Regions from separate parts of the Mus musculus genome. Here regions 2, 3, 4 and 5 are each linked to region 1. The links are chromatin contacts, called in public Hi-C, HiCAR-type and HiChIP or PLAC-seq maps. All regions are on one chromosome and are shown on one strand. The core of a region is the stretch at or near the end of the contact, and the rest is flanking DNA. Distances in the headings are between cores, read along the strand shown. Region 1 overlaps Nsmce2 (NSE2/MMS21 homolog, SMC5-SMC6 complex SUMO ligase). Region 2 has its middle 5.3 kb from the start of Gm19510. Region 3 overlaps Gm36819 (a long non-coding RNA gene). Region 4 has its middle 36 kb from the start of Gm19510. Region 5 has its middle 66 kb from the start of Gm19510.

What was found. Hi-C and Micro-C count contacts between places; a contact is called where the count stands out from the background. HiCAR-type assays count read pairs that join an accessible place to other places. HiChIP or PLAC-seq counts read pairs in DNA pulled down with a chosen protein or histone mark.
Region 2: a FOXA1 HiChIP or PLAC-seq map of pancreatic cancer cells shows a contact between it and region 1. The contact joins two enhancer-like sites. A contact is called at or near these places in 1 of 484 Hi-C or Micro-C datasets (muscle stem cells) and 3 of 115 datasets of contacts at active chromatin or transcription factors (differentiating embryonic stem cells, extraembryonic endoderm stem cells and pancreatic cancer cells).
Region 3: a contact with region 1 is called in a HiCAR-type map of fibro-adipogenic progenitors, with 4 times the contacts expected there. The contact joins two enhancer-like sites. A contact is called at or near these places in 1 of 15 datasets of contacts at CTCF or cohesin (CD8 T cells), 7 of 115 datasets of contacts at active chromatin or transcription factors (astrocytes, a beta-TC-6 cell line, embryonic stem cells and 2 more) and 1 of 9 other capture datasets (embryonic stem cells).
Region 4: a FOXA1 HiChIP or PLAC-seq map of pancreatic cancer cells shows a contact between it and region 1. The contact joins two enhancer-like sites. A contact is called at or near these places in 2 of 115 datasets of contacts at active chromatin or transcription factors (pancreatic cancer cells and stem cell-derived neural progenitor cells).
Region 5: a Hi-C map of muscle stem cells shows a contact between it and region 1, with 2.6 times the contacts expected there. The contact joins two enhancer-like sites. A contact is called at or near these places in 1 of 484 Hi-C or Micro-C datasets (muscle stem cells) and 1 of 9 other capture datasets (bone marrow-derived macrophages).

What each region holds. Positions count from the first base shown.
Region 1 is chr15:59,446,434-59,450,613 of GRCm38.p6, reverse strand. All of the region lies in intron 3 of Nsmce2 (NSE2/MMS21 homolog, SMC5-SMC6 complex SUMO ligase), which reads right to left. Among named protein-coding and RNA genes, the nearest start is that of Nsmce2, 74 kb to the right of the region's middle. Within about 2 kb of position 2,138, at least 160 of the 459 cell types and tissues checked have an H3K27ac peak or open chromatin away from gene starts, as enhancers often do. A contact at or near this core is called in astrocytes, bone marrow-derived macrophages, fibro-adipogenic progenitors and 2 more, where this site is marked.
Region 2 is chr15:59,798,401-59,802,157 of GRCm38.p6, reverse strand. No RefSeq gene overlaps it. Among named protein-coding and RNA genes, the nearest start is that of Gm19510, 5.3 kb to the right of the region's middle. Within about 2 kb of position 2,482, at least 49 of the 459 cell types and tissues checked have an H3K27ac peak or open chromatin away from gene starts, as enhancers often do. A contact at or near this core is called in pancreatic cancer cells, where this site is marked.
Region 3 is chr15:59,826,849-59,831,012 of GRCm38.p6, reverse strand. Gm36819 (a long non-coding RNA gene) reads right to left here. Exons shown (of 3, transcript XR_384128.2): 2 at 3,822-3,891; 3 at 1-2,852. Among named protein-coding and RNA genes, the nearest start is that of Gm36819, 5.5 kb to the right of the region's middle. Within about 2 kb of position 2,457, at least 93 of the 459 cell types and tissues checked have an H3K27ac peak or open chromatin away from gene starts, as enhancers often do. A contact at or near this core is called in astrocytes, fibro-adipogenic progenitors and pancreatic cancer cells, where this site is marked.
Region 4 is chr15:59,757,124-59,761,122 of GRCm38.p6, reverse strand. No RefSeq gene overlaps it. Among named protein-coding and RNA genes, the nearest start is that of Gm19510, 36 kb to the left of the region's middle. Within about 2 kb of position 1,307, at least 148 of the 459 cell types and tissues checked have an H3K27ac peak or open chromatin away from gene starts, as enhancers often do. A contact at or near this core is called in pancreatic cancer cells, where this site is marked.
Region 5 is chr15:59,726,588-59,730,339 of GRCm38.p6, reverse strand. No RefSeq gene overlaps it. Among named protein-coding and RNA genes, the nearest start is that of Gm19510, 66 kb to the left of the region's middle. Within about 2 kb of position 2,064, at least 184 of the 459 cell types and tissues checked have an H3K27ac peak or open chromatin away from gene starts, as enhancers often do. A contact at or near this core is called in bone marrow-derived macrophages and muscle stem cells, where this site is marked.

The sequences.
Region 1 (4,180 bases), core at 889-3,388:
CAGCTTCAAGTGAGATAGGTAACATGGCATGGACCTTGGAACAGACCTGGTTCTACTTCAGGCTATGGTCTCAGACAATCTCTGGTAAGCTTAGATTTTTGTCATTTCTTTATTAGGGGCCAGAAGTATATACTTCAGTGATGTTGAAACAACAAAACTCTACTTATGTTTAAACTTTGGATGATCAAAAGTTGGATTTCTTCCCTGTCAACAAGAGCACAGCTGCTTTAGCATGTCTGAAGATAGAGAAAGAAGCAACAGGGAAACATAAATGAAAATACCAAGAGCAAGCAATGGATTGCACTTGAAAAAAAAATCAAGAATCATGAAGATATGAGCTGGGAACACAGGAACTTGTTTGTAAACTAGGCTGGCTTTGAACTCACAGATATGCCCACCTTTGCCTTCTGCGTGCTAGGATTAAAGGCATGTGCCACTACTGCCCAGCTGTGAACAGTGGTCTTTACCACATACTGGAGTGCTCAGAACTGGATTAGCAAAGATCCGTACAGAATCTTAGGGAATAGCCAAGACAGTGCAAATTGATGTAAAAGAGCTGCTATTTGCTCTAGATGGCTGCTGCACAGAAGAATGCAGGCTATGGACTTTAAATTAGAAATTCAATTTACAAGGAACATTTTCTGCTTTGTAAAATAACTAACCTCCCTCCCTCACCCCCCCCCTGTGTGTGTGTGTGTGTGTGTGTGTGTGTGTGTGTGTGTGTGAATTTTGAAACTGGGCATGGTTGCATGCTCATGTTGGCCCTGAAATCTCAGTATGAGAAAGTGAAAGCAGGAAGATCAAGGAGTTCATGGGCATCCCTTGGCCACACAGTTTAAAGCCAAGGTATGTTGACTAAGATCCTGTCTGAAAAAACAAAAACAAAAAACCAAGCAACAATAAGTAAACACAGTGCTTCTGTGCCTGCAGAATTTGAATGTCTAGTGCTTGGGATAAACCCAGGATCTGTCTCAGGCTAGGGAAGAGATGGACCATCGAATTCCATTTCCAGCTCTCAAGTGTCCTTTCATGTACAGCAGAGGGCAATAGAAGGTATGTGTGTACAAGAAGACAATATAGAATCCACCTGGACAGGCTAATCTAAGGTGTTAAGATTAAAAATTTGATCTTGGAATATAAAACTCTGCTATGATCTTAGAAAAGGCACTTTATACATCCAACACCAATTTCCACTCATAGTGGTAGAAAATAACAGTATTAATTTTTCATAGTTGCTCAAAATAAATGGAACAAAGCAATAAAGCCCTTAGCCACCTGACACAGTGTTCTATAATAAGAAGCTGCTATTGTTGTCATGATTATTATTGTGATTATCATTATAGAGGCGGATCTGCAAGGAGGCTGGATTCGCAGGTCTACACTGTTAAGACTGGAGACACCCACATGGAGGCCTCCACGAATAGATTTTAATGGAAACCATGGAAATGAATGAGATCACCAAGGAGACTGAATAAGTGGAAGCACAAAGACGACTAGGATAGAACTTTGGAGAATATTACATTTAACAGGCAGCTAGAAGAGTTAAAAACCCATAAGAGTTAACAAGGCAACAAAAGCAAGTACCCCAAAATTTTGGGAAGAAATGTTTTAGATGTGTCAAATGTCTCAGAGAGGTTGAGCTAAACACAGACTGAGAAGTGCCTATCCGACTCAGTGTGAGTCATCTGGGACTCTGGCAAGAGTAGCGCAAAGCACAGAAGCTCATGCCAAATACCCAGACCTTATTCAATGATTCATTTCAAAAAGATGAGGCAGTAATGCAGAAAACACACAAATCACCAAACAGTCTTCAATGAGCTGCTCAGTTTAGGCTCAAACCTCAATTGTGAGTAATTAGCTGCATTTTATTTTATTATTGATTTGTATGCATGTGGGCATGTACATGCTACACTGACCATGTAAAGTGGCCAAAGGACAACTTTGGGTATTGTTTTCTCCCTTCCACTGTGAGGGTCTGGGAGACTGAACTCAGGTCATCAGGCTTGGTAGCAAGTACCTTTACCTTCTGAGCCATCTCTCTGGTCACTTAGCTACATTTTAACTAACACTCAAACCTGGACGCTTGTGACTGCAGTGTTTCCTCTGTCAGCAAGGGACATACAATGAGCTCACTTACTTATTCTGCTGGCAAGTCTTTCCACTGAACAAAAGCCAGTTTGTTTGCTTTTTGGGGAGGGAGTAGGGGAGGGTACGAGTAGAAGCAAAAGGTGGAACTCAACCTCTACTGAAACTGCGCACTACTTTCACAACATACAAATACAATATTAATATAGTTATGAGATGATAATATAGCTCATTTCTTCTGTAAAATACTGTATGCATATGTAATTACTCAAAAGTGTGTCATTTTATTGCCACTGGGCAAAGTCAAGATCTCCTCCTCCTGCAATTATCATTACTGCCTTACAGGCAACATCGCACTGGGAGGGGAGATCACAGGAGTGAAAGATATTAATGGTCTGAGTCATTCACACACTTCTTGAATCATGTGAGAATCTAGTATAAAATTAGTCATTCTTGTAACTGAACCCAGAGTCTCAGATAAATTGATTGACTTTCAGATGACCAGTTAGGTAAATAAAAAACACCCAATGCTTTCCAGTCTTCCTTTAAAAGTTAAGCACACTTAGCATATATTAGCGGAACAGTTTGCTTTTATTCTGCTTAGTAAGAAGATTCAGTATTCTAATTTCTAATTTGTGGTCAGCTCAATAAAAAAGCTATGGGACCTGGCTAATCCTAAAAATCTACAGAGACTGCCTCAAATGTCCTCAGAACACTCCTTCAACAAACAGGCACTGAGACCCGACAGAACGCTAGGCATTCTGCGAAGCACTGAAGCATTTATGGATGTTGGCCCACATTTATGACATACCACCAAACAAACTCATCATACACAGGTACACCAATATAAGCCAACACTGCCTCCACCTAGATGTAGCAAAAGGACTTGGTAAAAATTTTATTAAAAGGTGTTTCAGGGGCTGGAAAGATGGCTCAGTGGTTAAGAGCACTGACTGTTCTTCCGAAGGTCCTGAGTTCAAATCCCAGCAACCACATGGTGGTTTACAACCATCTGTAATGAGATCTAATACCCTCTTCTGGGGTGTCTGAAGACAGCTACAGTGTACTTATATATAATAAATAAATAAATCTTTTTTTTAAAAAAGGTGTTTCAATAGAGAATCTCTGTGCTTTCACTGTAGATACCCTTGTTACATGCACATATGGAGATATGCTATAATTTATATTTTCCTATACTGCTTCCATGCTTAAGAAATATCCATATATATTTAATGATGGCCAGCACAGACCTTTTGTCCCCCTTATCTCATGCCAACTTCTGTTGTATAATCTACCGGACCAAATTATTTATAGTTTGATATGTTTTCAAGCATCATTAGTTAGCAAGAGTCTGACTTCTAACTAAACCCTGGAGAAAAAAGTACTTCCTTGTGGTTCACTATGACACACCAAGTGGACTTTACAGTTTGCCAAGGTGTTGTAACACCACCACTGAGCAGTTCCAATCAGACATGAACACCTTTCCTCCTTCAAGGTGCTTAGATAAAAATTGAGAAAGAGTAAGGCCAAATATGTAGGTATGCTATTGATCTGGTTTTAATGATCAGTCCTGTTAGGATACACCCAAAGATGGCAGCCAAGTAAGGTAGCTTACCACCTTTAAGCATCTGCTGCTCAGTGCATGTAAGCACTCATGATGCTGAAAAATCACCCGAGTACGCTGCTCATGGCACCATACCCACTCTAATACTGGGAACAACAGGAACACTGGTGCACTCAGTATATGGCTTGAGGATTCTCATTTTCCAGAGAGAACACATGAAAATGCTAATCTCACCTATCAGAATTTGTTTGCTTGTTTGTTTTAGAGAAATCCTTTTTGACAATATTTAAAGAAACATATATGGTTTATGTATTCATCCACTCAGTAATGTAGTGATTTACTGAATATCTTTTACACATGAACCTGTCCTAGGCATTGGAAGACTTATGGATTAACAAAGTAACTGCTCCTACTGCTCTCACGGGGTGTGGGTCTAGCTGGGGAGCCAGGCATTCTTTACTAGTCAGAAGAGCTTATGGCACACTGTGCTAAGTAAGCACTGGGAAGAAAGCTTCTCAGATGTTAGGGGAG
Region 2 (3,757 bases), core at 1,233-3,732, 350 kb before region 1:
TCTTATAGAACCAAGACTACCAGCCCTGAGATGGTCCCACCCACAAGGGGCCTTTCCCCCTTGATCACTAATTGAGAAAATGCCTTACAGTTGGATCTCATGGAGGCATTTCCTCAACTGAAGCTCCTTTCTCTGTGATAACTCCAGCTGTGTCAAGTTGACACAAAACTAGCCAGTACAATTGACCCCTTGTCAACTTGACACACAAAAACATCACTAGTAAGCCTCAACCCTTACAATCTTATTCATCCCCATTCTAAATAACTTTAAAAGTCCCACAGTCTTTACATATGCTTAAAATTTCAATCTCTTTAAAATATCCATCTCTTTTAAAATCCAAAGTCTTTTTACAATTAAAAGTCTCTTAACTGTGGGCTCCACTAAAACAGTTTCTTTCTTCAAGAGGGAAAATATCAGGGCACAGTCACAATCAAAAGCAAAAGTCAATCTCCAACTGTCCAATGTCTGGGATCCAACTCACGATCTTCTGGGCTCCTCCAAGGGCTTGGGTCACTTCTCCAGCCAGGCCCTTTGTAGCACACGAGTCATCCTCTAGGCTCCAGATGCCTGTACTCCACTGCTGCTGCTGCTCTTGGTGGTCATCTCATGGTACTGGCATCTCCAAAACACTGCATGACCCCTTCAGTCCTGGGCCATCAATTGCAACTGAGGCTGCACTTTCACCAATGGCCTTCCATGGCCTCTCACTGTGCCAAGCCTCAGCTGCTCTGCTCAACTCCTTCATGCCTTCAAAACCAGTACCACCTGGGTGACCCTTACACATTACCAAGTCCAGCCACAGCACAAGGTACAACTTTGGCTATATCTGGAACACAGCCACTGTGCTTTCAGAAAATACTTCCCAGAAGATGTCACCTCAATGATGCTGGTCTCTTCTTAATCACCGCTAATTTCTTAGCTCCAGCTAACCAGCATCAATAGTCCCAGTAATGCAAAGTTTTTGCTTTAGTAGTTCTGGTATCTTGTTAATCACAGCTGATTCTTCAGCCCCAGCTAACCAGAACTACAGAATCTTCACAATCAAAACAGGAATGGCCCTGAAAAGAGTCTTTAATTTTCCCTCTGAAATTTCACACACCAGAGCTCCAACTTCTGCAGTGTTCTCAACATTATCTTCCAAGCTCCTACACAACATCCGACAGAGGTCTTAACAATGGATGGATCTTCAAGCCCAAAGTTCCAAAGTCCTTCCACAGTCCTCCCCAAAACATGGTCAGGTTGTCACAGGAATACCCCACTCCACTGGTACCAATTTGTCTTAGTAGTCAGGGTTTCTATTCCTGCACAAACATCATGACCAAGAAACAAGTTGGGGAGGAAAGGGTTTATTCGGCTTACACTTCCATACTGCTGTTCATCACCAAGGAAGCCAGGACTGGAACTCAAGCAGGTCAGGAAGCAGGAGCTGATGCAGAGGCCATGGAGGGATGTTCTTTACTGGCTTGCCTCACCTGGCTTGCTCAGCCTGCTTTCTTATAGAACCAAGACTACCAGCCCTGAGATGGTCCCACCCACAAGGGGCCTTTCCCCCTTGATCACTAATTGAGAAAATGCCTTACAGTTGGATCTCATGGAGGCATTTCCTCAACTGAAGCTCCTTTCTCTGTGATAACTCCAGCTGTGTCAAGTTGACACAAAACTAGCCAGTACACCTACCTAGTCTTCACAGCACCCCTACAAGGCAAGAGCTGTGATCATTGCTACTTTTGCAACAGAGAGTGTTGACATCCCAGAAAACTGAGTGACCTGCCTATGGTTCCCCCTACTAGCCTAGGATATCACTGGCCCAGCACACTGACTGATAAATTGTATTCTTTCTGAGGTTCCCGAACCCAGCCTACGTGTGTGGTGGCCTGTCTGATGCAGCTCCAGGCCTGGTCTTCGACATCATAGTAAGTGCCTCTGAGCATTTTCACATGTACACACCTCCTCTTGGGTACTCTTTCCTCCAGTGTCTGATTGCAGTGCCCGAGAAAACCCTGTGTTTCTCTGCATCGTGTGTGTGTGTGTGTGTGTGTGTGTGTGTGTGTGTGTGTGTGTATGTGTGTGTGTGTGTGTGAGAGAGAGAGAGAGAGAGAGACAGAGAGACAGAGAGACAGAGAGACAGAGAGAGAGAGAGAGAGAGAGACAGAGAGAGAGAGAGAGAGACAGAGACAGAGACAGATTCAGAGACAGAGAGAGAGGTATGGGATACATGTTACAGGGGTGGGCATATACACCACAGTGTGTGAGTGTGCATGCTTGTGTAGGCATACACAGAAGCCAGACAAGGACATGAAGTACTTTTCTATATTGTTCTCTGCTTTAGTCCCTGTGGTTGCAGGCACACATACCCATTCCTGGATTTTTATAAGGATTTGTGGGATTTGAACTCAGGACCTCACACTTGTTATGCACAGGTCGGCCCCAAGGCTGAGCCTTTGAAGCAAGCCTCTATGACATCATCCTGGACCATGGACTCTCACCTCTCTTGCTGTCTCATGTGAATGTTTCATTACTGAGTGACTCATAGGTACTTAGCTCACAGTGTACTTGTCTCTCCATGGGATTAGAAGCTCCCTAAGGGCAAGGCTTACCCATCTAGCCTATGACAGCCCTGTAGGCCCATGCCCAGTGTCACCTACACCCAGTCCCTCTCTAGCCAGAAATCCCTTCCTGTTTGGCTAGACTGACCCCATGGAGATGGGAGTGCCATGACCGGGGGGCACAGTGAATGAGATGACCCCTTCCAATAGCTTGCTAGAGCTGAAGAAGCAGATGTTGTACCAGGATGACTCAGGCAACCAAGATCTATGTTCTTGTAATTCTGGAGGCTGAAGTCCAAGAGCAGAGTGTAAGCAGGCTTGCTTTGACTCTCCTGGGCTGCCTCATGGCTGGCTCCTTCCTGTGTTCTTCTATAGGAAGTCTGGATTCAAGTTCCCTCTTTTGATGAAGAGCCCAGTTCTTGGATTAATATACCTCCCCAAGAGTCTCAGTAAGCATTACGACCCCAATGATATCAGTAAACATTACATAGTTCTTTAAGGGGCCTGTTCCCCAGTACAGGGACATTCTGAAGCCACAAGGATTCTTACTTCAATATATAATTTGAAATTCGTTAATTCAGCCTACAGTACATCTCAGCTTCCCTCTTTACTTCTGTTCCCATTGTCACCCACACACGAAATTAGACTCATTAAAGAGCAGGTTGGGAATATCCAAAATGCCAAGTCCAAGTGTCCAATGGCTGGTCCCAGGGTCCCCAGAAAGAGCCTGCAGCAAATACTGTCTGCTTTGATAATATTCTATGTGTCCACACTCATCACTGTCACCCAAGGCTGACCAGGAGAATGCTGAAAGGCACAGGATACAAGTGTTTTAAGGAAGCCATGTCCTTCACTGGCCAAGGAGGCCAGGCCAGTTCTCAGGCTTCACCAGAAGGCAGGCCTCTGGAGTTGCTTAGCAACTTCCATGCCAGATGTTCCTAGCCACCCACAGAGCTTCTGAAAGCTTCTCTTCATGCAGCCTTGGCACTTCCAGGAAAGGGAGGAAAATACCAAACAACTGATTGTCTTCTTCTAGTCACAAATTTGATAAAGGAAGAAACTATCCCTCTACTACCAGGACCCAGGGACTGGTCCCCACCCCAACCCCACAGCTTCTCTCCCTCTGCACAGTACAATTGAAATCCACCTCAAGACTATCCACTATGAGAACATGAAGTCCTTCCACAGCTCACCACATCTGCAAAATCAAG
Region 3 (4,164 bases), core at 1,208-3,707, 380 kb before region 1:
GGAAATTCAAGTACAAAAATGAGAGGGAAGGGAGGGCAGAAAGCGGTGAGCAACCCAGGACAGCACCAAGCAGGAGGCAAGACCAGAGCACCTAAGACCTGGAATCACTCACTGAAGAATCCCCGCAGAAACAAGGTTGTCTCAGCTGATGGTTCCTAGTGGTCAGCAAAACCTATTAAAAGCCATGGTGTGGCTCTGAGAACTCTGAGTCAAGAAGAAAGTGCGGGCCTGGTGAGATTTCTCCTAGAGCCAACAGGTAGAACTTTGCTCCCATCTCTGCTGCCGCCGCCCGAGGTGCCCCTCACCCCAACATTTACAATAGCAAGCACCTTCCCTTCTATAATGTAAAGCCAGGGTCTCGGCCACCTCGGCCTCCCCTTCTAGAACCACCTCGAGGGATGGTAGGTATGTCTTCACAAGACTTATTCACATAGTGACGAAACCCGTGTGGACCATGTGTCCGTGGCCCTCTTATCATTTATATAAAGCCCCAAAACTGGCTGATCGGTCCTTTCCTGGGAGGACAGAGACTTGGGTCCAAGGTTGTCTCCCTTCGATGTTACAATTTTTGTTACGTTGTCGTTCTATTCAGGGCAGAGAAAAATGAAATCTTAAAAGAGTTGTTATTTTTGAAAGAGAAAAGAATCTTGGAAATTTCGAGGGCATTAGAGAGTCCCCTCCCCCGTTGTAGCCCTGGCAGAACTGTTAGGAAATCCATTCCTCTGAGGTATGTGTGTTTGCACTAAGCACATAAAATCTGTGTACATGTTCATATACAGACACACACACACTGTTCTTGGGAAGTGAAGATATGCTATCCAGAGCAAAGGCAGGGAGGAGAAGTGTTAAAGCGCATCTCTGTGCTGCACTGCCCTCTGCCTAAGACACGTGCACATGATGGGGCTTCCTTGTCTAAGGATGTCACTGTAGCTTTGGTGGAGAAATTCCTTAAGTGGCTTCTGATGGTCACACTTCATCTTCTGGCTTCGGATATGACACCTATAAGCTGGTGAGTTCTACTTTCAGGAGCCAATCGTGCGTGCTCATGAGCACATCCACACACATAGGAGAAGCTAGACCTTCCCCATAAAAAGGAAGAACAAAGGCAGGATTCCTGTGAACTTAAGAGAAATGCAAGCTTGTAGCTAATGAAGAAATGGAAACTAAAATGGTATCAGAACACAGAGGCTCATTTCCTCAAAACTTGATGATGGCCCCTGTTGAGGGGACCAGAAACCCGTCTTTATCTTAGGATTCCCAGGCCCCTCAGCTGCCCTGTAAAGGCTCATGTGACCATTTTGTCTCTCAGCTCTTTGAATTTGGCCTGTGTTTCTAGGAGACTTGAGTCAGGGACTGTATGTCTGGTCACTCAGGTAATTCACTACACAACTGGGAGAGGAGGGCCACTTCTACCAGACAATGTAACTGGATCCTTCCCAGTGATGTGGAGTGCTTCTACAAAGACATGATTGCTAATTGATTCTGTAACACTGCCATCTACACGTCATGATTCTCTCTGAGTCAGTCCCTTCCCTGTGCCTGATACCTTGCTCAGTAACCAGGACCTAACAATACCTCAATAAAAATCCTCAGAATTCAGAAGCAAGGAACTGGAGAAGATGGCCTTCACCTCGCTCAGACCCAGAACAAGCAAATATTGTAGAGAACAAAATGTTATGAGAACATGCCTGCTTCCTGGGTTATCCTTTAGAGAAGACATACAACACTGCAGTTGACATCTCTGGTTCTGAGGTAGAAAGGATCTGGGTTTTGAGTCACGGCTCCACAACTTACTGGGTCCTACTGAGCATGCTCCCAAACTGCCCCACGGCTGAATCTTCTATTCTGTGAGAAGTCAGTGAGACGAAGCCTCTATGGAGGGCCTGAAATGTGGTAAGACTTGCTCTATGCATCTCAGCTATAGTTGGAAAGTTACGATGTCAACTAATCAATTCAACAACGATCCCTGAGAGCAGACTTTCCCGCACCCAGACTTCCTATCCCAGGCGGGAGACTATGCCCAAAACCTACAAAGTGCTCAATAACAGCTGTCGGATGGAGGGGAGGAAGAAGGGGAAGAAGAAAGAGGAAGAGGAGAGTGGGAAGAAAGTGAGGATGCATGATGAAAGATGATGAAAGAGAGTCTGGAAAGTGAGGGGTCACTGACGGGGTCATAGGGGTGCAGCTCCTGTTCTGCCATCTCTAACTCTGTAACTCTGAGCTAGTCCATCCCTCTGCCTCACTCTGGAATATTTTAAGATGGAAGGTCCCTTCCCCAGCCAGCATCTGGTGGTGCCTGTCTAGTGGAGAGCAGAGGGGCAGGTGCTTGTTCCTGTTTGCAACACTTCCGCTGGCCTGAAGATGGCACCTCTGAGTCAGAAAGAAGCCAGTTTCTGCAGCCTCAGCTTCCAAGCATCTAAGTGCCTAGCAGACGGGATCTAGGGAAATCTATTGCTTGTTGCCTGAGGCAGTGAATGACTCCGCTTCCTTCCTTGCCTACCCCGCTTCTCCCAGTGCCCTCATATGGGGAGGCAGCTGGCTCTGTCATCCAGGTCCTGTTTCTTGCTGGTTGGCCTTGCGCAAAGGCACCCTGCTTTCCTGAGGACTCTTTCACTGTCAGCAAAAGGAGAATTACAGTCCCGGACTTAGTGCGAACTTCACATCAGATGCAGAGCACCGTGCCAAGCACCTGGTGGGGGACTCGTGAAGGATGGCTTCCATTTCTTCCAGGCCTTCCCCAGAATGTGGTCAGCACAGGAGAGGAATGAGTGGGACGACGAGGGAAGAGGAGATGACTCCAGAAAGATGACGTCACTCTGTGACAGGATGCTTCTGCTCGTATATGCCTGGTACTGCGGGGAGTGAATAAAGTCCTGAGTGAATGTTTGTTGGTGACAGGAAAAGGGCCACGAAAGTGGTCACGTCAATGCCACCAATGCCTCAGACTCACGGGAATTAGAAAGCCTTTCCCTGGTGCATGGATATTGGATACTGGCAGAAAATGTCCAGGGCAGCTTCCTCCTCCCGTGTGTTCACAGCCCGAGACTGCTCCCCATAGAGACCCCCACCAAGACTAGTTAAGTCTGCCCTCCTCCTTCAGCTGCATACTACACACTTGTTCAGCTGTGGACAGCCAACCCAGCTCCTTAGTACGGGTGTATGAAATGAACTGCTGAGTTCTATCAGAGCACATGACCCACCTGGTCCCAGCTTTCCTGCGCCTGTGCCTTTGTGCCTGCTTTCTTTTATTCCCTGTTGCCCCAGTCAGGTCAGTCCCTAAGCTGTTCAACTGTGTCCCTTCAAGGACCCATGTCTGTTTACTCTCCCCCTCGTCTCCCAAAGCCAGAGAGCAACGGTTGCCTTTCTGAATGAATAATGCAGCGGCTGCATTACGATCACCCTGCCCTTTGCTAGGCCTTTTGTGGGCTTTGACCTTACATATGCATATAGAGCTGCCATCTTTCCATATCCAGCTTCTGTGGCATGACCATGCTCTGTAAATGCATGGCTTTTACCGTGCAGTTTACTCTTCATATACTGAGCACCTCTGGGCACATGGCTGCCTGCTCAGTGTTCAACAGATGAGAGGTCCTGGAGGCTTGGCTGGCCTTCAGGCCAGAGATCCTGCTGCTAAGAAGGATGCACAGAGCCATCCAGGGTAAAGAAGACTCAAACGCTAGAAAATTAAGGCAAAAGACCATTGTACACCATTCCTCACATTCACATCCCAAGTGTTCTTTGGTTGTGATCACTTGATCTCTGTAGAGAGCTGAGTACCACCATCAGCAGATGGGGAAACTGAGTCTGTGAAGGAGACTTACCCAGGATGGCAGAGCCAGACAGAAGGACAGGGTCCTCTACTCCAATGAGCCAGTCTCAAGAGAGTGGGTCCTAGACAACAAGTAGTTTCAATGGTGTGAAAATGAGAACCACAGTATATTTTTAAAAATCATAAAGAGCTGGCTTCTGTCATGTGACTCACCAGCCCCAGGCCTGCGTGAGGCTGGGGTTGTATTTGTCCCAACACAAAGCTTTTAAGGAATGAATTGCCATGATCCTTGCATTGCGTTTGAAGAAACGCAAGCTCTCTTGGGGAATGGCTAGGTTGCAGGTCACAAGTTACTACACAGAGCCATGGTAGCGCAAGGAATAAGCCCCAAGCCT
Region 4 (3,999 bases), core at 58-2,557, 310 kb before region 1:
GCTCTTTGTCTTCTACACTGAGGCAAGGGTTCTCACTAAACCTAGTACTTGCTATTTCAGCTGGTCTAGCTAGCCACCTTGCTCTGAGGATCACATCTCTACCTCCCACATGCTGAGATTTCAGGTGGCCACCTTGCCCACCTGGCTCTTAATGGATCCTGGTCAGTCTTCACACTCGTGCATCAAGTGACCCACTGACCCATCTCCCCAGCCCCTATTTCTTGGCATTTCTCAAAACTCCAGGAGATGCGTGCGGCCCCCTGGTTTCATGTGCTGTGCATTCAGGTGTGCCAATAATCCAATTGGTTTCAGGTCAGTAGCCAGTAGCGCTGGGCTGTGTCACCCTGATAACAGTCACCCTCCATCTTCTGCGGTTCACATGTGTTTGCATGTGCTAAGCCTAGCCTGGCTGGCTCCTTTCTGTGCCCGACCAGATGTTAAATGCACTGGAGTGTGTGGCCTGGATTATCAGCATCACCCTGACTCACTTAGCATGGTGGAGACCTTTTCCTGCACCTTTGAGTCACCCAGGCAACTCTGAAGGTGTCCAGGATGCACCTGAGCCCAGTAAGGTGACAACCTCTGGAAATAGGTCTGGGGTGTGAAACTCAGCAGATGTCCAAGTATTCAGAGCTGACCAAAGTTCATCATGCCTGTCTGTCCTCAGGAGAAGAATCACAACACAACCAGCTGGCCAGGTCAGAGCTGAGAGTCTGGACTTCCACCAGCTCCAAGGAGAAGCAGTGCTTAATCTCCAGGGACCACACAAAAACCAATAAGGGAACGAATACAGCTCCTCTGAGCGTGTGCTCTTGCAGCCTGGAAAGTTCCCTATACAGTTGCTATCTCCTGTGAGATTGGCTAACACATGTAGCTAGGAAACCTAAAAAGGGGTGAGGTCACATAGAGTCAAGAACTCCTACCTCTCCACCCCTTTATTCCCACCACCACCCCCCCCTTCCTGCCATCAGAGGAAAAACTCTTCCATCTATCCAAGTGACTGTCTACTGCTTACTCCAGGGGGAGACACAAGGGTGACATCCCAAAACAAAGTCAAACCTTGCAGGACCCATTTCTGCATGCAAGGGTCTCTTCAGAGCTGCCCATCCTCTGTGGAAAGGGCTTTTGTGAGGGGCAGCAGCAAAGACAGCATCAGGCTCAGCCCCAGAACAAGCAGGAACTAATAAAGAGAAAGAGTCCCAACCGAGGCTGCAGCTCGGTGCTGGGACAACCTCCCTCTCTGAAGAGGGTACCCCACAGTGCCTGAGTCAGAGGGCTGTGAGCTCAGCCCCAGGCTGGCGGGCCGGGAGGGTGAGTCAGAGGGTGTGGAGAGAAGTGAACTTCTTCCCTGGCCAAATATGGGCTCTGTTCTGCTCTGTCTTGCCATCCTCACTGCCAGAGGCTGAAAGCTACATCTGCTCCACAGGACAGTGAGGTCCCTGACAAAAATGGAAACTATTCCTCCCTCCACTCACCCCCTCCCCTCCCAGGCCAGTGGGTGGCATTTTGCTGAACACTCTCCAAGCACCTTGCATTCCCAGCCTCTTCTCACCCAGTCTTGTTATTGATAGTGTAAAGCAGAGGCAACCATAGCGTGCTTTGAGTCTATTTTTTTTTTCTCATGATGGAGTCTTACTCCATAGGATGGGAGGCAAGAAGGAAAGAGAGTCCTCTGCCCCAAACACAACATGAAGAACATAATAGATCTGATCAACTCTTCAGTTCCTTAAATGAAGAAAGCAACAGCAACAGAGAGAGGGAGAGAGTGGGGGGGAGAGAAAGAGAGAGGGAGAGGGAGAAAGAGAGAGAGAGAAAGAGAGAGAGAGAGAGAGAGAGAGAGAGAGAGAGAGAGAGAGAGAGAGAGAGAGAGGTGTCCTCTGCCAACAGACTTAATTCCTTGAGGAAATACCTTGCATAGCATTCTTTATATGCCAGGCACTGCTCTAAATCTCAAATTAGCTCACTTACCATGAGGCTTCCCACATCTATCGTCACCACTAACCCCTGAGGACAGTGCTGCTACTATGAGACCCATTTTACAGATGAGGAGCCTAAGACTCAGTAGGTAACTACTCTAGTCATGCAGGCAGCATATGAAGCTAGCATTTCAGTCTCCAAACGCCAGTCTCACACTCAGTACCCTAAATAGAATTTGATTCATTTCTGTATCTCCGATGTCTGGTGCATGCTGGACAATATTAAATGTGGACCACATAGAGTAATTAATAAATGTATGTTTTCCAAGTAGACAGTGGATTCTGTAGCGGTGAGTTTTTAGCTACACCGTTTTTGTGCACCCAGCAGGTCATATGCTTCCAGCTACTTGCCCAGGAACTCTTTGGATTTGCAAATGGAACACACACACACACATTAGCTTATTTTTAATATGCTGTCTAGCTTAATGGCTGGGCAGTTCTAATCCTCCCACGGCTAGCATACTTTCCCTCCAGTATTCCTGGCTCAACACCTTCTAAATCTACCTTTAACTTTGCTGCCCTGTTACCTTCTGTGAGGCCCATTGGTCTTTACTGCCCAAGACACTTCTGGGCAGCCCTGTCAGGGGCTGCTTCCCTTTCCTCCTACATTTCAGATGATCTTCCCTCTGCAGCTCTTAATCTCTTCCACCTCCCACTGCATCATGGCGATCCTCCATCTCCTCCCCCACAGCAACTCTAAGAGCCCTGCCCTGTCACCCCTTTCCCAACCATTAGCCAGTGGCATCTTTATTGCTTGATCAAAAACCGATTGGGGACAAGGACCCTTAGATAAGGCCATACAGATTCCCAATTGGATCAAAGCATTAGAACCAATCTCCAACAGACTTTATATTGGTTTGTCAAGGTCTCACAAATGTATTGCACCCTATGCACTTACTGGTGAGTCTGAAGTTATCCAACTTTCTAAATCAACTTCCCAAATTGTCAGCTTGGGCCAGCAAGATGGCCCAGCAGATAAAGGTGTTTGCCACACAAACCTGATGACCTGAATTCAACCCTGGGAGCCCTTGTAAAGACAGACAGTCGTAAACTATCTTCACAAAGTTTTCCTCTACTCTCCACATACATATTGTGACAAACACAACCATCAACACACACATGTACACACAAATAATCATTTAATTTTAAGAAAAAGAAAGCATTACAGCTTATCCAAATGCCAGATGCAATTCTCAGGCTTCCTCCCTTTTCCCTGCCCCATTCTCACCAAGTGACTGGATCACCCTGTGTGACTGGTGCCTTTTAAGTCAGCTATCCTAGCACTCGGGAGGCAGAGGCAGGTGGATTTCTGAGTTCAAGGCCAGCCTGGTCTACAAAGTGAGTTCCAGGACAGCCAGGGCTATACAGAAAAACCCTGTCTCAAAAAAACAAGAAGAAGAAAGAAGAAGAAGAAGAAGAAGAAGAAGAAGAAGAAGAAGAAGAAGAAGAAGAAGAAGAAGAAGAAGAAGAAGAAGAAGAAGAAGAAGTAGTCAGCTCTTCAGGACCAAGGATGTAGTCCTGTGGTAGAGAACTTATCTGGGCTATGCAAAGTCTGCCTTCTTGGCACTATAAGGAAAAAAGAGTTTTACTCCTGCTCCCACCTCTCCTACACAGCCAAGCTGGGGCTCTCTCTTCTGTCTTCTTGCTTTGTTTTGCTTTGTGGTATTTGCAAGACAGGTGGCAGATGAAGGGCCTGGCAGAAAAGTCTTAGTTACAGAGTATGGGGCAATTCCAGCCAGAGCTTAAAGGAAAGAAACACAGCAGACCCATGTAAACCCCGCACATGCAAGTTCTATGCCCTTGGCCCAGATGCACACAATCTCCAAGGCTCAGATGATGGGAGGACAGTGTCCATCCAGGAGAGCTGTAGCCAGAACTCAGTGAGGAAACCCAAGCAGCAGCTTGTGCAGCCCTGTCACATAGGATGCACTCGGTAAGTACAGCCATACTGCTATCATCAGAATCGGTTCCAAATGATGGCGTGCACACAGTTCTGTGTGATTCACAACATTAATCTGATTTT
Region 5 (3,752 bases), core at 815-3,314, 280 kb before region 1:
CTGCCTCTGGTGAGGCGGTCAGAGAAACCTCTACAGTATGGCTGTCTTGAGGCTGTCAGCCCTCTTACCTGCATTTCGGAGTGATAGAAGAAAACCATGTAGGAGTTCTGTGGGCTTTTGAGAGACTAGGGCCTCAAAGAGCCAAGCCTCTGCTGTCTTCTATGAATCTGACTCACAGAGACCAGCTCGGATTCAAAGGAAGGGAACACTGGCCTTACCTATCATTGAAAGGTGGGCCAAAAAATGTACAGAGTTATCCTAAAATGATCCTACCCTGTCCATGAACCCCCTCCCACAGTGCCCTTGAGCACAACTGCGAAGGGAAGGGAAGGGAAGGGAAGGGAAGGGAAGGGAAGGGAAGGGAAGGGAAGGGAAGGGAAGGGAATCCCAAAATTTAAGTGTATTGCCCTGACAAAACCTGTGAATAGAACTCTCATCTCTGGGTCTTTATGCACCATGAGTTTGGACTAACTGTGGGCTGCATCCAACATCTTTTGTAGCATAAAGATTGGTCACTCTGAAGTTGTTTTATCTCTGAAGGGAAACGAGCAGCAGATACCTAAGAACTTCCTTTTCCTCCAAGACGGATCGACCCAGTGCCTTTTTCCAGCTGACCACAGCAAATCCTGACTCTTTCCACCTCTCTGAAGCCCATTTTATCTTTTGAAAGATAAAACTGATAATGATCACTTCATCTGTCTTCCCCACCCCGTCCCGCCCGGAGCTCTGGTAAGATGACGGACACTGTGATAACCTTTGTTAGATAGCAGTAGGTTACACTTGTTTCTATCTTCTAAAGAGCTGGAGTGAATTGGGCTAGGAGCTGGGGCCCCCAAAGGATCAAGGAAAGGGCCTGGTATCATTAGGATGTAATATGATGATATCAATGTAGGCCCAATAGACTTCAGAAAGGTGGGAAGAGGCGGGGTTTGCTGTTAACTGGTCAGCATTCAGAATGTCCCAGGCTTCTGAACCACTTTCAGTTTTGCAACGATCATCCCATCCATCAAGTCTATTAAGAAGTCATGAAGAAACTCAGGCGCACATCAACTAAAAGACAAACCTACAAACACACAGCTAATGAGCCAAAATGCCTGGCTATCCACCCTGGTCTCTTAGTGTCTACTGAGGAGTTCTATAAAGCCCTCTACTGGGGGCCTTGTGGGTCTTCCTCACTCTTGTGACAATCTCCATTCGCACCGTCCCCCACCCCCACCCCCGCCTCACCCTGAGAGCTGGAATTACGGAAGTCTGCCATGGTGCCTGTCTTCCGCTTGTGTTCTTCACAGTGTGCTCAGCTGGCAGATACGGTTTCCTGATTTTACAGAAGAGAAAGCAGGGCTCAGCTGTCTGCAGACTCACTCCAAAACACCATACGGGATGTGAACTTCACGCTAACTTCAAAGCTTGGTAGTTCCTAGCCACTTTCCTCTCTGCCTTGCTACTTGGGAAAGCATGAAGAGTTCTTTTCTACTGAATAGCTGCCAGAAATATCTCTCTTGGGTTATCCAGATGAGGAGACCCTCTGGGACTTGCAGGTTCAGAGCCTATGTCTCTTCACTTGAAAATGCACCCCATCTCTCCTTCAGTCCTGACAAGTAGCTTTTGCACATTAAGTAACAGGTCTCCAGCCAAAACTCAAGTGAGCGATGCAGGTCCTTCCATCTCTGAAAGACCCAGAGACCTAGGTCCCTGCAGTCTCAACTGTCAGACCTTGGGGACCACACCCAAATACTCTGGAAATCTGTAACTCGAACCCTCATTCTCCTCCCACAGCCTGGGGTACAGGCACTGCTGATTCATTTTAAGAAACTTTGCTTTCCACAGCAGCATAAGGAAGGACTGTCCCCTGCTAGAGCCACGTGTGTTTGCTATGATTCATCCTGTTGCCTGCAACCTCCTCAAAAAAAAAAAAAAAAAGGCCCTTACACAACCAGGAGCCTCTGGGAGCCACACAGTACAGGGGCTTCCCCTCTTAGTCACCCTCTGGGCCTAGGTCCACTTCCACGCAGCCACGAGAACTTGGAGGGACAAGCATATGCCCCAAAGAGGAACTGAGCACATTAGCAAACTGGGTGAAGGCCACCCCTCAGGGTCAGAGATGAGATGAGGCAAGACAGCAGCTGTGCTGATCCTGTAGAGCGAAATGTGCACGGTCAACAAAAGTTTCCGGCACACGGGGGCCCTGCCCTGTCCCCTCTGGCCCCAGGCACTCTGGGATGAGAGAAAATGACAAGGATGCAGCCTTGCTGTGCAAATGGAAATGTGGTGTGCTGTGCGGGTGGACCCTAAAGCTGATCTGTGAGCCCAGGCAGAAGCCTACAGAGATGGCCCCCATCTGGTGTGATCCTCTCTGTGGGAGCTTCACGGACACAGACACAGACACAGACACAGACACAGACACACACACACACACACACACACACACACACACACACACGTACACACACACGTACACACGCATGTGCGCGTGCACACTAGCGTCTGTGCTTCTTAGAGTCTCTATGCCGCTGTTTGCGCTGGTGGGTCTTGGTTGTCGATTTGTTTTACAACAGACAGAGAGGCTTGAGAGTGAATTGTCCAAACAACCCTTTTGCCTACAATAAAAAGTGAACCCAGAAAGAAAGGACACACACCTAGGTCACAAAATAACTAGGGGCCAGGTTAAGCCTGACCATGACCGTGGCCTGCAAAGTTGAAATGATTACCTCACATTACCTCTAACTAAGTCAGCCTCCTGCCCCCCCCCCGCCTTTCTCCCTCTCCCTCTCTACAATTCTACCCACTTTGCTCCACCTCTGAGCTCTCTTCCACCTCAAGGCCTTCGTACCATCCTCTCTGCCTTAACGCCAGGTTCATGACACTCTGCTGTAGCATCAGGTTCTCAGGTACCTTTGTCGGACTCTCTTCTGCATGGGTGGCCCTTCTGAGTTCCCAGCTTGGTGGGATCTAAAATCACTTAGCAGACAAGACTCCTGGGCAGAACTGTACAAGACTTTCTAGAGTGGGTTAAGTGACGTAGAAAGACCCACCCTACACACGTGTGCCACCATTCCACACCTTGGGAACTTAACGACTGCTTCATCTGTGTTTGTCAGGTGCTTGGGTGCAGTGGTCACACCCATGAGCCACAGCCCACCAAGATGGATGCCAGCTGTTAGCCTGTCCCCAGCGATACCCATTTCTCTTTAGGGATCAGTTCATAAACTTCAACAAAAAGAATAGGACCTCAGTTAATTCTCTCTACCAATAGAATCTCTAAAACAGGACCTCTAAGGGGTGCCTTCCCAACACTGGCACTGCTAACCAAAAGTGTGTTCAAATTCCTCTGGGAACCTGACTTCAGGAGTCACTGGCTTGTGTCCTTTTCACTGGTGGCTACCACCTTGTTTTCCACATGTCATGACTCCCATTTGTACACTTGTCTGTCAACTACAAAATGACTCCACAAATATACTTGATGTGCACAGCTAAGCGGATCTGAGTGTCTCTGTCATTTGTTCTGCATATGAAGCCCCTGGAAATAAGAAAAGCAAGCTGCTGCCCCAGACGGCACAGCTAATGGTGAGACCCAAATGGTCCTCAAAGCTCAGGCTTGGTGAAAGTGGATTTTAAACATTAGTCCCCAACCAATGTAGTATCCCCCACCTGGATACACTGGAAGATGGAAGATTTTACGTTTGAAGAAACACACAGTTCCCGCCTTGGCTTGTGGAGTTTAGTCCAGAAGAAGTTCTGAACAACCTTGTCCC